Linked DNA regions of Gossypium hirsutum: region 1 is linked to region 2. Evidence: chromatin contacts called from public Hi-C data. All regions are on one chromosome and are shown on one strand. The core of a region is the stretch at or near the end of the contact, and the rest is flanking DNA. Distances in the headings are between cores, read along the strand shown. Region 1 holds the start of LOC121223038 (probable receptor-like protein kinase At5g24010). Region 2 holds the start of LOC107900516 (putative oxidoreductase TDA3).

The links. A called contact is a pair of places that touch in the nucleus more often than the background predicts.
Region 1: a Hi-C map of leaf shows a contact between it and region 2, with 1.8 times the contacts expected there. The contact joins the promoter of LOC121223038 here to the promoter of LOC107900516 in region 2. A contact is called at or near these places in 3 of 34 Hi-C or Micro-C datasets (all in leaf).

What each region holds. Positions count from the first base shown.
Region 1 is chrD11:26,857,271-26,860,406 of Gossypium_hirsutum_v2.1, reverse strand. It overlaps LOC121223038 (probable receptor-like protein kinase At5g24010), which reads left to right and starts at 1,613. Exons shown (of 1, transcript XM_041103967.1): 1 at 1,613-3,136. The coding sequence starts at 1,824.
Region 2 is chrD11:26,694,270-26,697,797 of Gossypium_hirsutum_v2.1, reverse strand. LOC107900516 (putative oxidoreductase TDA3) reads left to right here and starts at 2,047. Exons shown (of 2, transcript XM_016826141.2): 1 at 2,047-3,232; 2 at 3,325-3,528. The coding sequence starts at 2,452.

The sequences.
Region 1 (3,136 bases), core at 364-2,863, 160 kb before region 2:
AAGTGGCAGTGGAAGGAATATTGAATAATATTGATCGAGGCGTTGAAGCTTCAATTCAATCATGGAGGATGATAGCTCTAATTTAGGACTACCATTGGGTGAGGATAGCAATGACAATGACAATGATATGGCTACATGTTAATTCACTTTCCGCAGGAAAATATTTTCAAGATGGGAGTGAGAGTTGTGCTAAAGGGTTTGCGTGTTGCATGGGGATAGGATTTCGACAGGTTGAGGTAGAATGTGATAATGCACTTTTAGTAGAATTATTGTTGGTTGGTGGATCTGTTAATAGCAGAATGGTGGACCTACATGTGATTCATGGTATCTTTAATCGTAAATGGAAGATGCGCATTCGCCATGTTCCTAGATCCCAAAACGCAGTTGCAGTTCATAGGGCAAGACTTGCGGTATCTGGTCTTCCAAGTCTAATGGTTTTTTAAGAACCTTCAATATCGATCCAATAACTTCTATTGGTTGATAAAAAGAGCTTTCATATGTCCTAAGATGTGTGTTTTTTTATAATCGCTTTATGCTGTTCTTTTCTACCAAAAGAAAAATTAAAAATTTTTACAAATAAAAGTTAAAGTGTACAAATTAGTGGGTGGAAAAAGTAAGGTTTATTGCTTTTAACCTTTCACTTATAAATATTATAACATTATAAATACTTCAACTTTTCATTTATAATTAGTAGAATATAATAAATATTTCGAAAATATTTTAACAAAATTAAAAAAAATATTTCTCAAAATAATGAGTCGAAGATTATTTATGTTTTCTATAGTAAAAACAGTATCGCATATGAACTCAAAACTATACCATAATTATATAATAATGAAATTTTAAATTCCTTAAAAGGAGATATCTTTTAAATAGGTGTCTCACTTATGGCAGACAATGACCAATTCACAATCGAAACTCATTGCCACTTTAATCTCAAACTCCAAAAAGAAAAGAAAAACCAAATTCCTAGAAAAATTGAGAAGTTAATTTATAGGACATTTTTTTTTCGTATTTTACAAAAATTAAAAAATTAGTCCAATTTGGATAAAATTATTAAACATTGTGATTAAAATGTTGAGTTGGAATTAACACTAAAAACAATTTATAAACAAAAAAAAAGTAATATTTTATATACAACAAATTAATAAAAATCAATAATTTTGATTAATATGTTTATCAACAACTAAACAACTTTTTAAATTTTTATTAAATATGATGATGGTTGAAAATAAAAGGATTAGTTTTTCAAAATTAATAAAGTAAAAGGATGGAATTAAAAAATAGACATGTTCCAATTTGCAAGCATCTAAAAATGTTTTCTTATTATGCAAGAGTTTCACACAGAAATTAAAAGACTCCAACTGTTCAACAAACTCACAACTGAGAATCAAGGTATTGGAATATATTTATTGGTTAGAAAAAGTAATTAATTTTCAAATTCGTACCAATTTTTTAAGTTATTTTAAAAGAAAATATGTGGTTTGAGGACAAAAATAGTAAAAGAAATGTAGGTAATATGAACGCAATAACTTTGGTTCTTTATTAAAGTTAAAGAAAGATAATCTTTTAGGTTGACATACCCTACTTCTTTATTAAAGTTAAAGAACAATCATCTTTCTTTTTAGACTAATAATTCATCTACTTTTAACTGCCTCCAAAGTCTCAAGGAAATTGCAATGCTTTCCAGCTTCCACACCATTAAAAGTATAGCTAAATGGTCCTCTTTTATCAACAATTCTCAATTTCCTTTATTCGGTTTCAAGCTGTCTACCCCCTTCTATTCTTAGTTACACTTGCCTCTTTACCATTTCATTCCTCCAATGGAAAAGCTTCAAAACCTCCTCCTCCTCCAGTTGTTGCTGCTTCTTCCCTTTTCATCAGCTTACACACCTCCACATAAGTACTTCATCAATTGTGGATCAAATTCTAATGTCTCAGGCAGCGGAGGTCGGAAATTTGTCGGTGACCTGAATTCCGGTGTTTCCTTCTTTGTAGGGCAAAGCGGCCCTGTCCCTCATGCAAATCCTTCATCATCTCAACTCTATCAATCTGCAAGAATCTATCGACGCCCTTTCTTTTACGAGTTTGTAATTAATGAGAACGGCACCTACTTTGTGCGTCTCCATTTCTTTGTTTCTTCATCTGATTCTAATCTAGCCACAGCTAAATTTAATGTCTCAGCTTCAGGATTTTGGCTATTATCAAACTTTACTTTCAGGAACAGTATTAGTTCACCTATCATCAAAGAATTTTTGGTCACCATCAATGAAAAGAGATTTAGGATCTGCTTCATACCTTCCCAAGGATCAAACTTGGCTTTCGTAAACGCCATCGAAGTCTTTCTTGCCCCTGAGGATTTCATCCCCGATACCGCTCCTCTTGTTACTCCTGCAGGAAGTAGAATTTCTTTTGATGGTTTGTCTTCTCAGGTGTTGCATACACTCTTTAGGATTAATGTTGGAGGGCCTACCCTCACACCAATAAATGATACATTGTGGAGGAACTGGATACCGGATGATAGTTTCTTGCTTAATCCAATGGCTGTAAGGAATAGTGACTTCTTCTCTGATTCACCTAACTATCGAGAAGGGGGAGCCACTGAATATACTGCCCCAGACCCTGTGTATAAGACTGCAAAAGAAATGAATATAGATGAGAGCAGGCAACTAAATTTCTTCAATGTTACATGGAGTTTTAATGTGAGCAAGAGTTCAAGTCACTTCGTCCGGGTCCATTTTTGTGACATAATTAGTGTATCTCTTAATGTCATAATCTTCGATCTCTATATCTACAACAAGTTTAGTGCAAGGATTAATCCATATGATAAAATGGGTCAGTTGGCTGCTCCATTTTACTATGATTTTGTAGTTGATTCTGATGAGTCCGGAATCATGAACATAAGTATAGGGCCTCGACCGAATTCTCCAAATCAAACTGCCTTTCTGAATGGGCTGGAGATAATGGAGTTAATAAAGAAATCAGATTTTGTTTCGTGTCCAGGGAATCTTGAAAGTAATAGGACTAGTTTGTTTGCTATAGTTGGATCCATTGGTGGGGGTTCATTTGTTATTATTTTGGTAGCAATAGTGCTTCTGAGTTTGAAAAGGAGAAACACAAAGCGTGGACAATCTTC
Region 2 (3,528 bases), core at 798-3,297:
ATTTGCATTAAAAGAAAAAGCATAAAGAATATGTCATCACTATAGACCAAATAGGTAGCAACCAAGCAGTAATTAGTTTGCCCAGAAAAACAGAGGTTGTGAGTAGTCATAAAACTAATAAAACATCTTAGATTGACGGAGGTAATTGGATAGAAAGTAGGGAATTTGTCGGCTGGGTGCGAATCTTCAATTTCATTGGGGTCCTCACTCCAATAACTTCATTGTAACCAACATGAACATCGGTATAAAAATATTATGCTACCAAATAATATTTATCCCTTTTTTTAGATTAATAGGAAGGATGGCATATACTCTTTGATATTAAAATATGATTTAATATTTGGTATTTCAAATTTTTTCTTAATTTGATATTTAAATATTTTTAGTCTAATTTAGTATATTGGTATTTTTTTTTTATTAATTTAGTTTTAAATTTTTTTATCTAATTTGATACCTAAACTTATCAAATATTATACAAATTATCCTAAAACATTGATGGTGTTAGTTTTTTTTTTACGAGAGGACAAAAATAACTAATGTATAATCAATGTGATAGATAAAATAGAATTTAATGGCAAAAAAAGATAAAATTTGAAGTTTCCTTTTTTGCTAAACATTATGCTCAAATTCTATTTTTCAGTGGTGTTGAGAATATTTTGACTGTTAATGGTAGGAATGACTCAAGAGGAATTATATGCTTAAAACATGGCATAATCTTCACAAAGTCTTCAATTCTAAAAAAAATATTGTCTATATGAGATAAAGTTCATGTTAAAAAATTGTATTTTGAGCTATGCTTAATGAATTGATATTAAAGAAGAAATAAGAGCTTACCTAAAATAAAATAAAATCATTATTTAAATTTTAAAAAATACAAAAAATTGAACATTTAAACTACAAAAAAAAATCAATGTCATTTGCCTCATGTTGGTCATATATTGGTTATTTTTATTATCTCATAAAAAAAATAATATTGTAGTATATTGAAGTAATTGTATAACATTCGATAAGTTTATGTATCAAGTTGGACAAAAAAATGTTTAAGTATTAAATTAAAAAAATTAAGTTCAAATATCAAATATTATATTAAACTTTAAAATAATGAAAAAAATTAAAAAAATAAATTAAATTGAAAATTCAACTTTTAATGAGGGTGAAAAGAAAGTTTATTTAATAAAAAAAATTGAAGTGTTAGCATTTGAAAGGGATTAAAGTTGCATAAGTGTATAAAAGACCGAATTGATAATAATGTTATAGAATGATGATTAGAATGAGAAAGATAGTTGTTGATATATGTTAGGTCATTTTTCACTGTAATCCCACATTCGACCTACAATTATTTGAAATAATTAAAAAGTAATTATTACATGAAAATATGCCAACAATTGCATAATTAATGTTAATTAAGTGGAATTAGTGGTGGTCGGGGTCTGCTCCCTCTCATTCCCAAACATACATACATACATACATGCATGCATGCATCCAACTTCCCCATAATTTCATTACCTTCTCATACTTGAATCTTAAGTTTCTGATTATGGAATCCAACAAAAAACACTCCCCAATGACTTTACACTGTTTGTGAACTAAATTACCTAATTATCCTTTATAAATCATACCAACATTCCAATCTTTCTCTCTAATTTTGCTTTTAATCCTTATACTAAATTTAATCATTTTCCTTTTTGAAGTTACAACTGTTGTAATCAAATCAATTAACCATTAAAGTCTGATTGATAATAGTGTCAAATTGGAGCTTCTCTAAAATTGTGCTGAAGAAATGTAGTGTCTCGTATTTAAAATAAAAATCCTTACAACTCTAGATTTAATATTTTTATATACTTATCGGTTTTTTGTGATATTGATTGGGTGAGTAAATTTTTATTTCAGAAATATTATATAATTCAATTTAATAAAAAAAATTATATTTCAATTATTAAATCAAAAGAGTAAAATAAGTAAATACGTAAAAGATTAAATTTGAAATGAGGTGAAAGTATAATTAGACCTAAATATTTGGAATTAAACCTCAAGGCTATAAGATGCTAAAATTTGCTGTTTTGTTGGATATTATTATTTTTTGCTTTTAGGGCAAGCCACCTATGACCAGAAAGTGGAAGTTAAATGGGCTATAGATTTAGTGGACTAAACCCATTTTGATGGAACTGTGGAATCGACTATAGAATATCCAACCCATTTCCATTTGTCCAACGAAAACTGGTTACATTCCTCCTAGCTCCGTCACGCCCAGAAATTGATTCTAAATAACACGTGTCCTCAAACTACAACTTTCCTACAAAAGGCAATCGGTTTGATATCAAGGCGGTCATATCATCAGCATCGCCGGTATCCATAGCATCGCTCTTCCGACCAATCCGAAAATATCCAACACTCCCCGACCTCGTCATAACCGCCACTTCCACCTCCTGCTTATCGTCTTTATCGCAACCAATGGATGACCGGCAACAACCTGGATCGAAAAAGCGCGTGGTGGTCTGCGGGGGAGGCATAATCGGCGTTTGCACGGCTTATTTCCTTGCCAAGAAAGGCGCAGCCGTCACTCTCGTTGAAAAATCTTCGGTAGCTTGTGCCGCTTCCGGAAAAGCAGGCGGGTTCCTCGCCCTAGACTGGTGCGACGGTGGTCCCGTCGAATCACTCGCGCGTGCTAGCTTTAATCTCCACCGTTCACTCTCCGAAGAACTCAACGGCCCCGACTCGTACGGGTATCGGCCCTTGACCACTCTTAGCATCACAGTAACCGAATCAGGGCCTTCTTCTCCGTCCGGTTCCAAGTCGTCCGGTGACTCTATGATCCCATCATGGGTCGATGGGGCGACACGTGGGCCTAGAACAATCGGGACGACGCAAACAACAGCCCAAGTACATCCTCAATTATTCACAAGAACTCTGCTAAACACAGCCGTCGAGAAATATGGTGTTGAGGTGGTGATTGGGAAACTGGAGCAGCTACGTGTTGAGGAGGGGAGAGTTGGATCGGTTGTACTCGAAGGGGGACGAGTTATTGAGTCGGACTCGGTCGTTCTATCACTTGGGCCTTGGACTGGAAAGTTTGAGATGTTAGCTTCAATGTTCAGAGTTTCTGGGCTTAAGGCCCATAGTATTGTTTTGGAGCCGAAAGACCCTGGTGCCATAACGCCCCATGCCCTCTTTCTTAGCTTTCATCCGCAGGGCGGCAAAGCCATGGACCCCGAAGTTTACCCTCGTCCAACTGGTAAGTACGACTGTGATTTTTAAAAAAAAAAAATTGCATAGCAATGTTACGATAGTTGTAGTTATAAAAGTAAGCGTGATTTGGAATGGTAGGGGAAGTGTATATATGTGGGATGTCAGCGGAGGAAGAGGTGCCAGATGATCCAGAGCAAATAGTAGGCAACCCAGCATCAATAGCGATGCTAAAGAGAGTGGGTAAAAGTGTTTCGAGCCATCTGAGGGAAGGAGAAGCGCGAGTGAAGGCAGAGCAAGCTTGTTTCTTGCCATGCACCGACGATGGGGTGCCGATAATAGGAG